3 separate regions of the Zea mays genome follow, and all the other regions are linked to region 2. The links are chromatin contacts, called in public Hi-C maps. All regions are on one chromosome and are shown on one strand. Each heading gives the region's core, a stretch centred on a gene start, on an enhancer-like site or on the middle of the called end of the contact. The rest is flanking DNA. Distances are from core to core; before and after follow the strand shown. Region 1 holds the start of LOC732789 (homogentisate phytyltransferase VTE2-1). Region 2 holds the start of LOC100382272. Region 3 holds the start of LOC100502532 (chloride channel protein).

The links. A called contact is a pair of places that touch in the nucleus more often than the background predicts.
Region 1: a Hi-C map of ear shows a contact between it and region 2, with 4 times the contacts expected there. The contact joins the promoter of LOC732789 here to the promoter of LOC100382272 in region 2. A contact is called at or near these places in 6 of 25 Hi-C or Micro-C datasets (bundle sheath, ear, endosperm and 3 more).
Region 3: a Hi-C map of endosperm shows a contact between it and region 2, with 4 times the contacts expected there. The contact joins the promoter of LOC100502532 here to the promoter of LOC100382272 in region 2. A contact is called at or near these places in 2 of 25 Hi-C or Micro-C datasets (endosperm and leaf).

What each region holds. Positions count from the first base shown.
Region 1 is chr9:111,889,655-111,894,130 of Zm-B73-REFERENCE-NAM-5.0, forward strand. It overlaps LOC732789 (homogentisate phytyltransferase VTE2-1), which reads right to left and starts at 1,784. Exons shown (of 12, transcript NM_001112407.2): 1 at 1,470-1,784; 2 at 150-439; 3 at 1-36. The coding sequence starts at 1,533. It overlaps LOC100275605, which reads right to left. Exons shown (of 10, transcript NM_001149655.2): 9 at 4,247-4,476; 10 at 3,744-4,151. The coding sequence ends at 4,109.
Region 2 is chr9:112,211,439-112,216,128 of Zm-B73-REFERENCE-NAM-5.0, forward strand. It overlaps LOC100382272, which reads left to right and starts at 1,903. Exons shown (of 6, transcript NM_001175023.1): 1 at 1,903-2,069; 2 at 2,541-2,894; 3 at 3,490-3,688. The coding sequence starts at 2,013.
Region 3 is chr9:112,542,610-112,546,724 of Zm-B73-REFERENCE-NAM-5.0, forward strand. LOC100502532 (chloride channel protein) reads left to right here and starts at 1,639. Exons shown (of 4, transcript NM_001398833.1): 1 at 1,639-2,374; 2 at 2,512-2,890; 3 at 3,000-4,115. The coding sequence starts at 2,115.

The DNA of each region.
Region 1 (4,476 bases), core at 534-3,033, 320 kb before region 2:
GACAGCTAGAAGGGAAACTGAGACTATGCTTAATGCCTGATTACACCAGCAAAATCTCTAGATCAATAAAGAGAAAACAAAGGAAACAACACAAGGACATACTTACTGGACGATCATGTAAATGAAACAGTACATCAACGTGACTTAACTGTTCCTATGACAGTATGTGGCCGGGAAAATCTGTAAAATGCATCTAGAGAAGATGATATTGCCCTCCAGATGGTTGTAGAATCATGTGTTTCAGGTTCAGACTGCAGCTGTTGCCCCGAAGCATTAACAGAAGTATTTAATGACCGATGTGATATCCTACAATAGGAGGATTTCCATTCGAAGAATTTCTGATGGTGATGCAAGGTAGGACCTTGGGTCCTTTGGCTAGAAAAGCAAATTCGTCCTTCACCATTTCGTTGTATGGAACAACATGGTGGTAGAAAATGATCTGGAAATTCAAACATTTCAATACTAGGCCAAACACTAGAGAAAGTAACAGAATGAAATAATGTGTGACCAATAAGCTCGACATCTGCATTACTAATTACAGTCCCACAAACCATGCCCGCTGTGCCTTCTACTACTACAATATATGTGGGAGCCTGGAATTAGTCAAAGAAGAAATGAAAACTTGAAGTGTTTCCCCTACTACAGTCTACATGGGAGTCTGGGATTGGTCAAAGAAGAAAAGAAAACTTGAAGTGCTACCCCTACTACAGTCTTCATGTGAGTCTGGAATTAGTTAAAGAATAAAAGGAAACTTGAAGTGCTTCCCTACACATAAGCAGGTACAGTTGGGGCAACACTGCTTTTGATTATTTCAACAATTTTTTTTTGTTATTTTACAGTCAGTAAAGTTTTGAGCAGAACTAGTCAACAAGGTCACAAGTAAAACATTTCCTTGAAGCTAATTTGAAGAAAAAAAATAGCAAAAGGGAATTTCATGACTAATTTTAACCCTCGCTTGTACATGTAACCATCCTGATAAAGTTAGAATCAGCAGAAACCAAAATCCCTGCAAGGTTTTGACATCTTAATTCTCATCCCCAACCTCTAAAACGTGAAATTGGACTACACCACCATGGCCCGGGTTTGATGTCCCCGCAGGAACCCATCATTTTAAAGACTGAGCTATCTAACAAACTCCAGGTAAACAGTTTTCCTGTCCATGACAGCTTTGACATTAATATCAGCCACTCCTCTCTCTCAAAAAAAGACGACATTAATACAACTGCTCCTGCATCGTTTTCCCACTGATTCCAGGCGCTACAGCCAACCGGAGTACAGGACGGAACGAGCCCGGTTAGTGTTCGATTAGAAAAGAGCAAAGGAATACTCGCGCATCACAAGCATCGCGGTCTTTGTGGCTACTAGAGTACACGATTAATCCGTCGAACTAAAATATCCAGCTCAATAGAACTAAAGCCTGCAGGCCAGGTTCTGTCGCGGTGAGCGGCGAGGGGAAGGAGTTCACTGACCTCGCGGGCGGGCCGCGCCGGGCCGCACGGGGAGGAGGGACGGCCGTAGGCGAAGCGCGTCCATCCCTTGGCCGGGGGGGAAGCGGGCCGCGACGAGCCGACGAGTGAGCAAGTGGAGTGGAGGGGCAGGGGCGGCGGGCGGGCGCGGGGTCAGTGGTGGACGCACACGCACGCAGGCACGCGGCAGCAAGCAGGTGGCGCTCGTCGCGCTGCGCGGCGGTTGCCAAGTCAGAAGAGTCCGGCCGGCGGCCCCGTGCCTTTCACGCACCGCACGGCACGGCAATGTGTGCACATAAGTGGAAGTGATGAGTGAAGTGGTTGCACGGGTCGTGTACTCGTGTCGTGTCGTTGCACGGGTCTTCCGGCCCCGGTCGCAGCGAGTGCATCCGCAAGGCGTCGCTGTCCGTGGACCGTGGATCGCGATCGCGCGATGTGACTGTGCCTGCGAGTGATTGGGCAGTTCCGTTCACATGGAAATGACACCGTTCACCGGATCACAAGTTCAAAACACAGGGCAGTTCATCCTCGTATTCAGACTATACTTTGTCAACATTATAGTATAAAATGCAAAACAATATTTTAATTAACCATACAGATAAAACAACTTTAAACTATCTTTAGCCGTTTACTCATTCACACTCATATATTTAAACTTCATTTTGTAAACAGTGCAAAGTAGTGTCTTTATGTAACCATATGTGTAAACCGTTGATCAAAGTCTTATTTGTGAGCACGTCCATATGAAACGTCTGTTGGAGATAGCCTGAGTGATCGCATAACCATGATATACCGTATTCCATTTGTTGTAAATCAAGGTATGTCCTGTTTAAAACCATTAGAACTAATAGTTAGTCAATTAATAAGTTATTAGATAGATTGAGCTACCTAATTAATTAATTGTTAGCTATGATGTACCTAACAATTGAAGGTGTTTGAAACCTATACCACTAATTTTAGTATCTAACCGTTGACTCTAGAGGACGGAGTCTAAAGGTAATATGTTAAAACTTTTCTAGATATATTGTTTTTGTTAGATACGTATAAAGGTTAAAAGTTTCTAAAATCCGAGGAAGTACGAAGTATTGTGTGGGCGATCTTTCCCGCGAATCTGTAAGAAGTAGGAAGTAGGAAGTACGAAGTGTTGGCAGGGACAGAGGAGGCGTTGTAGTTGTGTCATGCTAATCGGAATCTGGAAGTGTTGGCAGGGACAGAGGATTCAGGACCACTGGCACAACACGCACATGTGCGTCCTGCACTGAGCGAGCCTGGTTTTGTTCACATGGGACTGAACGCCAGTTACGACTTCATCTGACGTGGCTTCAGATTAAAATTAGTTATTTAGATTGCTGCAGCTATAATTAATAAAAACAAATATAATATAAAAACAATAAAAATCCGTACGAATTAAAACCGAGCGAAGATGTTGCATGGTTCTTTTAGACACTCCCGCTTACTGAAATTCTGCAGATTTCTGCCTGGCTCAGGACCTTCACCTTGGCAATGGCAGGACGACGACTAGGACAAGTCGGCATGGCATCGGAAAAGGTCGTGGTCGAGAAGGGTTTCCCTACCATACAAGGGCACCACACAGCCATCATCTTCAGCTCCGTGTAGCGTTCTGTTCACCGAGAACGATCGACCACCTACCTACGCTACGCATTCAGCAGTAAGTACAGTGTAGCATACAGTAAACCAGGGCACCTGGACAAAGAGAAAGTGGCTAAACTGCACCAGGATAACATAAACAGCTACATTTGGCCGGATGCGATGCTTTGGAGTTATCTGCCGAGTTCACGACGACTTCGATCGTTGCAGGCGCTTTGTCTACTCGTACTCGTCTATCTCCTCCTATCCTAGCGCCGTACACTGGTACTGTATTTTGCTTTGTTTTGATGGTACTTTTACGGGTGTTCATTCACCAAGCCCCGTGCCGTTTCCTGCTGCTAAACTCCTGTAGCCTCCTCAAGCCTTCAACGCCGTGCCACGCTGCCAGAGATACTGACTACTGAAGCGGGCGGGCGAGATGTATGCGTGCACGGCAGCAGGCCGAAAGCGACGAGGCCATTGGCTCCAGCTAGGCATCCCACGTGCCGGTGCCGTCGCACATCATCCCAGGATATTTTCATCTCCGGCCGCCGAGGAACGACAGCAGCAGCCAGCTGCCAGCCTAGCCGGAATGGACTGATGAGTGATGAGAGACTATTTCCACATCATACACCTGTTGAAGAACGAGACTATTTCCACATCATACAGCACCATCTGCAAGGCGCAAAATTACCGCCGTCTCTGACGACCGCGGGCTCTTCAAGATTACTAGTAATCTTTGCCTATCAAAACTCGAGATTTGATACAATGGTATTATATCTATCAAACAGGATTATATGGAGCTGATTTGGTACAATGATGTCAATACATCCTACAAAAAAAAACAGTACATGAGCTGCGTAGTGGCAACCTTTTTTTCCCTCGGACTCCCTTCTCTGAAACATTAACGCACACGGAAAAACTTCGCCGTTTGCTTCCAGGTTCTCCAAATGTTTCGATAAGTTAACCTTGGCGGCGTTAAGATGGCTTGCACTGTACAGAAGTCACAGGAAACTGGAAAAGGCGCCGGAATCCAAGCCAAACGGAGCTCAAGCCTACGAAGCAGGGGTGCCCGGGTCATCTGAGCTAGGTCCGTTCCTAGTTTACAAGTAGACCATGAAAGGTCACCATGCCCTGTTCTGTTCCTATATATATATAAAAAAAAAAATTGGAAAATGTCGGAGGTTACCTACCTCGCCTTCCTGGGCCTCCCAACGGGTCTCTTCACCGGAACGTCTCCCAGCTCTGGCTCTTGTTCCGTCAGCACAAGTTTACTCTGCTCAATCAAGCCCATCTCCGATTTGACCATGGCATCGTTGTTCTTTCGACGCTGACCCCTTGCAGGCGACCTTGTTGGAGTCGCCGTGGTCTTCTGTACGTTGGGCTGCCTCCTCCTGCGGTTCTTGGAGCCATTCTGTACTTG
Region 2 (4,690 bases), core at 653-3,152:
CACCATCACATGAAGATACCGTGTTGGATACTCCTTTGTATTATTTTTCTTCCTTTCTTTCTTCTCTGGTCTTGTTTCTCCACTATAAGAGGAGAGCATGAGTGAGTGAGTGGGAGAGCTAAACCAACAAAATGGAGTTGTTCCCGTTTCATGCTGATAGGTGGGCCCAAGGTAAAGGGGAGAGAGACAACTCACCCATAGTGATTCTAATAAGTGTTCTTTTGGACAGTCTATTAGGACATTAGATAGTATTGACATAAATTGAATTTGGGATATTGAATTTGAATGGAAGAGGGTTGATGTTGGAACACTTACCACTTGTTTGAATTGAATAGGCAATGCTTGACCGAGCAAGCAATCCTGGCACTTAATTCCATCTACAGCGTAGGTAGGAACCTTGTGGGGGTTAAGAGAGTACTTCTTGGGCGATATATCAGAGGGTCCTATTGAACAACTATAGAGCTGACCATGGTTGACTCTGATTGACTTGGATTGATTGGAGAAGATTATGGGAGTTGAGAAATAAATTTAGGGTTCTTGTCCTATAGAGGATGAATAGAAGGCCCTTCGTTGAAGAGATAAAGTTGTCCATTGTCGGAGAAGAGTTAACCCAGAGTTATGACTCAGTGTCATGGTAGAAAAGTTCGGTGATTCAATCGTACGACGGGAAGGGCTTACACTAAAGTCCTACGGGAGATCGGTGAGTCTTAGAGAAACATTGCTAAAAAAGTTTAGTTTACAACTACAATTGGATTGTGATAAATATAATTTATAGCTAACTTAATATTATTAATTTTGTATCTTAAATATTAATATTTTTTATATAACATGAACTAAAAATCGTTAAAGGGGACAAGTGTAGTTTTGTATAGATCAGTAAGTACACGACACATGTGTCATCCTCCGTTCACGTTACCAGGGCGGTGTAGCCTTGTGACGCAGTTGCACACGCTGACAAAACCGGCGACATCACGTTCGAAAGCATGGTTAACAGCAAGCCCAGAAGAGGAAACGCGCACCGATCTCACTCTCACCCTGCCTCCAATGCAATAGCCGGCCTGGCAAGCTGGTTCGGTGAAAAGTGAAAACAAAGTCAATAGGACGTGCTACAGATTACTAATAGTACAGTCAACTCTCTCGACTGACCCGGAGTCCGTGGAAGGATGCCCGCCGTGGACACCCTCGAACTCGTTACCGGCTCCCCCACCGACATTGCGGCCCCATCAGTGATCTGTCCCCCACCAACCCTTCCACCACGCCGCGGCGGTATAATAACCCGGCTTCCTCCCCAATTCCGCCACTCCTCAGCTCAGGCGAGCAGCGGAGCCGAGCAGAGCCTCGAGATCCCGCCCACCATTTGCCCTCCGGCCGACGCGGAGCCGATCGCTTCACCGGCAGCGAGGACGATGGGTTCCGTCGCGGAGGACTCCACCGCGGCAGCGGCAGCAGCGGCGTCGGTAGTGTTCCGCTCCAAGCTACCCGACATCGAGATCCCGCGGAACCTCTCGCTGCAGGCCTACTGCTTCGAGCGGCTCCCCGAGGTGTCCTCCCGCCCCTGCCTCATCGACGGGCAGACGGGCGCCGTGCACACCTACGCCGAGGTGGACCGCCTGTCGCGCTCCGCGGCGGCGGCGCTGCGCGGGCTCGGGGTGGGCAGGGGCGACGTGGTGATGGCGCTGCTCCGCAACTGCCCCGAGTTCGCCTTGGTCTTCCTCGGCGCGGCGCGGCTGGGCGCCGCCACCACCACGGCCAACCCGTTCTACACCCCGCACGAGATCCACCGCCAGGCGGCCGCGGCGGGGGCCAGGGTGGTCGTCACCGAGGCCTGCGCCGTCGACAAGGTGCGCGGGTTCGCCGCCGAGCGCGGCGTGCCGGTGGTCGCCGTCGACGGCGCCTTCGACGGGTGCCTGGAGCTGCGGGCCCTGGTGGACGCCGCCGAGCCGCTCGCCGCCGACGAGGAGGTCGGCCCCGACGACGTCGTCGCGCTGCCCTACTCCTCCGGCACCACCGGGATGCCCAAGGGCGTCATGCTCACGCATCGCAGCCTCGTCACCAGCGTCGCGCAGCAGGTGAGAGCGGGCGGAGATCCTCGTCCCTCCTGCCGCCGCTGGCCTGCTCCCATTCCGTTTCGGTCCCGTTAGTTCTAGCGCGAGGAAATTTTTTTATTATTTATTTCAGTTTCCTGTGCCTCTTCGATTCGAAGTGGCGTGACGGCGCCCACGCTTTCCAGCTCGGGAGGATTTTTTCCCCTCTCCTACGCGCTTTTCAGTCGGCGCGAAATAGAACGATCATTTACCACCCCGTCATGAGCCGTTTAATGCGACAGCCTGTCTCGTGGCTAGCCTCCCGTGGGCCGCGGCTGTCAGTAGCAGTAACTCTAGGCAGGCAGGCAGGCAGCCAGAGGCCCAGAGCCAGCTGTTTGACAATCTCACGATCCGGCCCGAGATCCGTGCCGATGTACAGTACTCCGTACTAGTATTATGATTTTAATGGCGCGCTAGCGTTCAACTCGATTTGACTTGCGGGATGGATTTTTTCAGGTGGACGGCGAGAACCCGAACCTGTACTTCAGCAAGGATGACGTGGTGCTGTGCGTGCTGCCGCTGTTCCACATCTACTCGCTGAACTCGGTGCTCCTGGCGGGGCTGCGCGCCGGCTGCGCCATCGTGATCATGCGCAAGTTCGAGATCGGCGCGCTGGTGGAGCTGGTGCGCGCGCACGGCGTGACCGTGGCGCCCTTCGTGCCGCCCATCGTGGTGGAGATCGCCAAGAGCCCCCGCGTGGGCGCCGCCGACCTCGCCTCCATCCGCATGGTCATGTCCGGCGCCGCGCCCATGGGGAAGGACCTCCAGGACGCGTTCATGGCCAAGATCCCCAACGCCGTGCTCGGCCAGGTCTGTTCGCGCCCCCCACAATCCTCCACACCTCGTAACCACGCTTCACGAATCAACGAAATGCCGGTTTCGTGATTAAGTGCATGTGCATGTCCACAGTGGTAGCAGTACGAGTAGTATTATTATAATTGTACACTGTAGTAGCATAGTGAGCGCGCGAGGTAGTGAAAGGGATGAGATAGAGAGTTGGTGGGGGGTAGCATTAGCGTACGCCCGCGCTTTTGTCGTGTTTTTTTTATGGCTGCATGACCACTCGGGTTTGCTTGTGCCGCCTGCCAAGGCGACGTCTCAACCACAACGAACGCCTTTACGCCGGCGCTCTGTTTGTTCGCCCGCGCCTGATGGAGGCGCTAGTGTGGTGTGGTGAAAGGTCGGTGCGCACGGCAAGCCCATGATTCCGGTTGCCGTCTCGCTAAGAAAGCATTTCGTTCAACCACTTGTTCCGGTCTTTTCCTCCCAGACTCTGGGTGGGCGAGTCCCACCACGGATGCCGGTGCACCTACATCGTTGTACTTGTACAAGACCGAGACGATAGGTTTTGTCTGTTGAAACGGGAATGTGATGTTTACGAATAACCTCTGTTCGTTTCCACCAGGGGTACGGGATGACCGAGGCGGGGCCCGTGCTGGCCATGTGCCTGGCCTTCGCCAAGGAGCCGTTCGAGGTCAAGTCCGGCTCCTGTGGCACCGTCGTCAGGAACGCGGAGCTGAAGATCGTCGACCCAGACACCAGCGCGTCGCTGGGACGGAACCAGCCAGGCGAGATATGCATCCGCGGCGAACAAATCATGAAAGGTACCGTCCAAAGCTTTCACCACTTATGGCTAGCGTGGATAACCTTTTTTTTCTTCGAGTTATTATGCACACTAACGTCGAAGAGCGCACGTATATAAGCATCTTTAAAGATCGAGCAATACCGTTAAATTCTGAAATAAACGAAGAGTCAAACCTAGCATCTACAGATGCTAATGGACTACGCACCCTTTCACAACTAGCATGGGCAACTTGATAATTTTTCTTTAGAATTAAGGTAGAGCCCACTAGCACGTAAACTAATTTGTCTTCTCCTTCGCCGTCGACCATCAGTCATTAAAGCCTGGGTAGCATCAGAATACTGTTTGCCCTTGTACACATGGGTACTTCAGGAATTGGTTCCGTTATGTTGAGCACCAGATTTGGCTGTGACCCAGACGGTCCACGCCTTAGACGGTTCGCGGTGTAGGTCGAACGGTCCACGATTAGATTAACTTAGGCGATTCTTTATCCCACGCGTGCTAAGTTTGGATCCATACCTCTCCCTGTATATACGAAGTGGTACGGCCGATTGAGGCATCACTTAATCGATCAAACAATCTATTTACCCGTTCCTTTACATTCTTACCCTAGGAGTAACAGTAATTTAGTCTAAATTAGTCTTCTTTATCCCCAAGCTTTACCTCTCCTCGGCTTGACGTCGAGTGGTCTGCTGATCCCAATTACTTCCTGACGGGATCCTCCCGAAGTTCTACAAGTGATCATCATAGCCTCTGCGCTGAGCGGATGGTCCGCTGCCATGCAGAGAAGAACAGAGCCCTCTCCACAAGTTGCGGACGGTCCGCTCACGCAAAGAGTACCTCAAGTCCTCGCTCCCTACAAGCGAGATCACGGTGCGCTAGGTGACTGGCCAAAAGAGCACCAAAACGTCAGGAATAAAACAATTAGGCCTTTTTCATGTCAGTTGTCCGTGTATATCAAACATTTCCAACTTATATGATTACAGGTTCGGGAAATCTGAGAAAATAATTAAAAAAATTTGCA
Region 3 (4,115 bases), core at 389-2,888, 330 kb after region 2:
GCTAATTATTTTTGCCCTATTTAACTACTTTTATGTTATTGTCATGATTTTTTAAAATGATTAGATTGAGTGAGTGAAGATTATATATATATATATATATATATATATATATATATATATATATATATATATATATATATGGCTAATATTAATTTTGTTCCCCTTTTTGGTTCTTCGGCTATCTTTTGTACTCTGACATAAATGTTTATTTGGTTGTTACATATACCTTTATTATGTGCATGTATGATTGTTGCTGGTTTGAATGGTCCCCTTATGTTGAAAATTTAGCTCTGTGGTATTTCCAAAACAAATAGAGTCCAATTAGAATATGAATGATATCAGAATCTATCTACTACCAATGGAAATATGCACTGTTAAGTGCACCTTGACACCTAACAGAAAATAGGGGAAGTGAGGGATGAAAAACAAATATTTATTTTGGAGATTAATTTTTTCGGTTTTTGTTATTACATATATGCAAATTTGTATTCTTGTATTTAGCATTGAGCTTGTAAAGATTTATAAAAGATAAACCACAAATTTGTCATATATCCTATCAAATGATAGATATAAAATTTGGATATAGATACAGATTTAGGTATTTTCACTTTTTTTGTTGTAGCAGGGAGCAAATAATGCATGAAACAATTTATACAAAATTTTATTCTTATTTGTAGCTTGGTAACATAGGAAAAGATAAGCATTAAATTTTATATATATCTATTTTATAAAATACTAAATTTGTCATAACAATTTAGACATGACAGAGGCCTATATTTTCTGGACAGACGCTGAGAACAAAACCCTTAACAAAAGCGCACGTACGCATCACATCTTGTTTTGTTTTCTTAAGCGACCGGAGGGTGGAGTCACTCCGAGCCTGCTGGATGTTATTCAAAAGGAAAAAAGAAAAGATGTGTGCATTACATCACCATGTTCGCCACCCAAGAAACCATAACCGAATGCAACTTGTGCATTAGAAGATTGGATCAGTAACTTTCTACGGATATATGATATCCCAACCTACGAATCATAGTCCGGTGCAGCCTCGCCCCGTTCTTATCTCCACTGGATCACTGGACTGGACTGTAAGCATCGCATACACGTATCGGCATATCGCGATCCAAATGCTTCTTCACAAAATGGTAGGTGCCTAAATAAATTTTAGTTAAAAATGAATAAAAATAAGGTCTAATCCTAATCTGATATAATCATTAAATCTTATATTGTAAAATTTAGAGCTCATTATCACCTCTAGTCATATCTCATTTCCCCCTTTTAAGGACTATTATATATGATCTCCTATGAGTTGGCTTAAATCATAGTATTGAAGTTGCCTTTGTTTGTTCGTGGTTCATCGAACTAGGAATGCAAGTGGGCAAGTGCCAAGGAACTGAGCCCATCCAGGTTCATGATCAACTGGTACTTTCCTTGCTCTCTCTCAGGGAAAAAAAACCACAGTCCGCCAGTCCATCCATAGACCATAGTCCAAAAGGCAAGGTGAGGTTGCACCTTGAGGTCGTTCTATCAATAATCAATCCATCCATAGAGGCAAGGTGAGGTTGCCAAGGGGGCAAGTGCGTGGTCACAAAAGTGAGACACCGGATGAGCTTGCTGTGTCCATTGCACTCTTCACCTGAAGTGCGAGCTGTGAACCTTGGTGACCTCCCAAGAGGCACCTCACCCCCTCAAGGCAGGGATCACATGTATTAAATTTCAAAAAAAAACTCTATTATTGGTGCCAACTGTGCTGAATTTTCTTCATCACGTAAACAAAGCACATTCTGAAAGCAAAATGTTCATGTGAGGGCTAGGACTCGGCAAGTTTAGAAATTTTCAAGCAAAAGACGCGAGAGAAGGCCAAATTCTTTTGGCCTATATGAAGTTGAGGTGTCTGAAACGAGAGATCTCATTCTCATCACTCATCAGGCTGCCTCTGTCAATGGGTCACCACTCATCCAAGCCCCCCCATCCTTGCAAGTTGTCGGTCCAGCCAGCCACATAGAGACATATAATCACATAGATAAGGCGAATTCCACGGTCCCATCCAATTGCTTGCTTCAGACTTCAGAGGCTAGAGGCAATAGTTCTCTCTCCCGGTCCCGGGGAAAGCCATGGAGGAAGAGCAGAGCCCAAGGCTGGGCCGGGATCCGGCGACCGAGCCCAGTCCTGCGCCGGAATGGCCGGATTCGGACAGCAAGAACGACGACAGTGCGAACGACCCGGAGGACCCTGCCGGCGGCAGCGGCAGCGGCAGCGGCAACGGCATCAGCTCCTTGGAGCAGCCGCTGCTCAAGCGGAGCACCACCCTGACGGCCAGCCACCTGGCCATCGTCGGCGCCAAGGTCTCCCACATCGAGAGCCTCGACTACGAGTGAGCATTCCATCTTAGCTTGTTACTACTAATACCTCCATGCTTGTCATCGTGGCTGATGATGAAGTGCGGCTGGCTCTGCTCTTGCGTCCCAAAATTGAATTGCTCTGTCTGTCTGTTCTGTTCTTGGCACGCAGGATCATCGAGAACGACCTGTTCAAGCACGACTGGCGGAGCCGCTCCAACGTCGAGGTGCTTCAGTACATCTTCCTCAAGTGGGCCATGGCGTTCCTCGTCGGCCTCCTCACCGGCGTCATCGCGTCCCTCATCAACCTCGCCATCGAGAACATCTCCGGCCTCAAGATGCTCCAGATGGTCAACCTCGTCCGCGGGAAGCGCTACTGGGCGGGCTTCCTCTACTTCGCCGGCGTCAACTTCGCGCTCACCTTCGTCGCCGCGGTGCTCTGCGTCGTCTTCGCCCCCACCGCCGCTGGCCCTGGCATCCCCGAGATCAAGGCTTATCTCAACGGCGTCGACACGCCCAACATGTTCGGCGCGCCGCAGCTCATCGTCAAGGTCAAGCCGCTTTTCTCTCTTTTTTTTTTTTGGTTGGGGCCTTGGGGCTTTTCTGAAAAAGAAAAGAAACGGTTCCGTTCCTTGTCTCGTGCTGTCTGTGTGCCTGCAGATCATCGGCAGCATCGGCGCCGTGTCGTCGGGGATGGATCTCGGCAAGGAGGGCCCGCTGGTGCACATCGGCGCGTGCCTGGCCAACCTGCTCAGCCAGGGCGGCGAGGGCCGGTGGCGCCTGCGCTGGCGGTGGCTGCGCTACTTCAACAACGACCGCGACCGCCGGGACCTGATCACGTGCGGCGCGTCGTCCGGGGTGTGCGCGGCGTTCCGCGCGCCCGTCGGCGGCGTGCTGTTCGCGCTGGAGGAGGTGGCGACGTGGTGGCGCAGCGCGCTGCTTTGGCGCACCTTCTTCAGCACGGCCACCGTCGTGGTGGTGCTGCGCGGCTTCATCGAGGTGTGCAGGGACGGGCGCTGCGGCATGTTCGGCGAGGGCGGGCTCATCCTCTTCGACGTCAGTGACGTCACCGTCCGCTACCACGTCGGCGACCTCCTCCCCGTCACGCTCGTCGGCGTCCTCGGCGGGGTCCTGGGGGCACTCTACAACCACGTCCTCCACCAGGTGCTCCGGCTGTACAACCTGATCAACGCCAAGGGCCGGCTGGCGAAGCTGGCGCTCGCCCTCGCGGTGTCCGTGTTCACGTCGGCGGGGCTGTACCTCCTGCCGTTCGCTGTGCCGTGCACGCCGTGCGACCCGGCGTTCGGCGACGCGTGCCCGACGGTGGGCAAGTCCGGCAACTTCAAGCAGTTCAACTGCCCCACCGGCTACTACAACGACCTGGCGTCGCTGCTCCACGCCACCAACGTGGACGCCACGCGCAACATCTTCTCCACGGGCACCGCCGGCGAATTCAGGCTCGACTCGCTGCTCATCTTCTTCGGCATCTACTGCGTGCTGGGGCTCTTCACCTTCGGCATCGCTGTGCCGTCGGGGCTCTTCCTGCCCATCATCCTCATGGGCTCCGCCTACGGCCGCATCCTGGCGCTCGTGCTCGCGCGCTTCGTGAGGATCGACCACGGCCTCTACGCCGTGCTCGGCGCCGCCGCGCTCATGTCGGGCTCCATGAGGATGACCGTCTCGCTGTGCGTCATCTTCCTCGAGCTCACCAACAACCTCCTCCTGCTCCCCATCACCATGTTCGTGCTGCTCATCGCCAAGACGGTGGGCGACGCT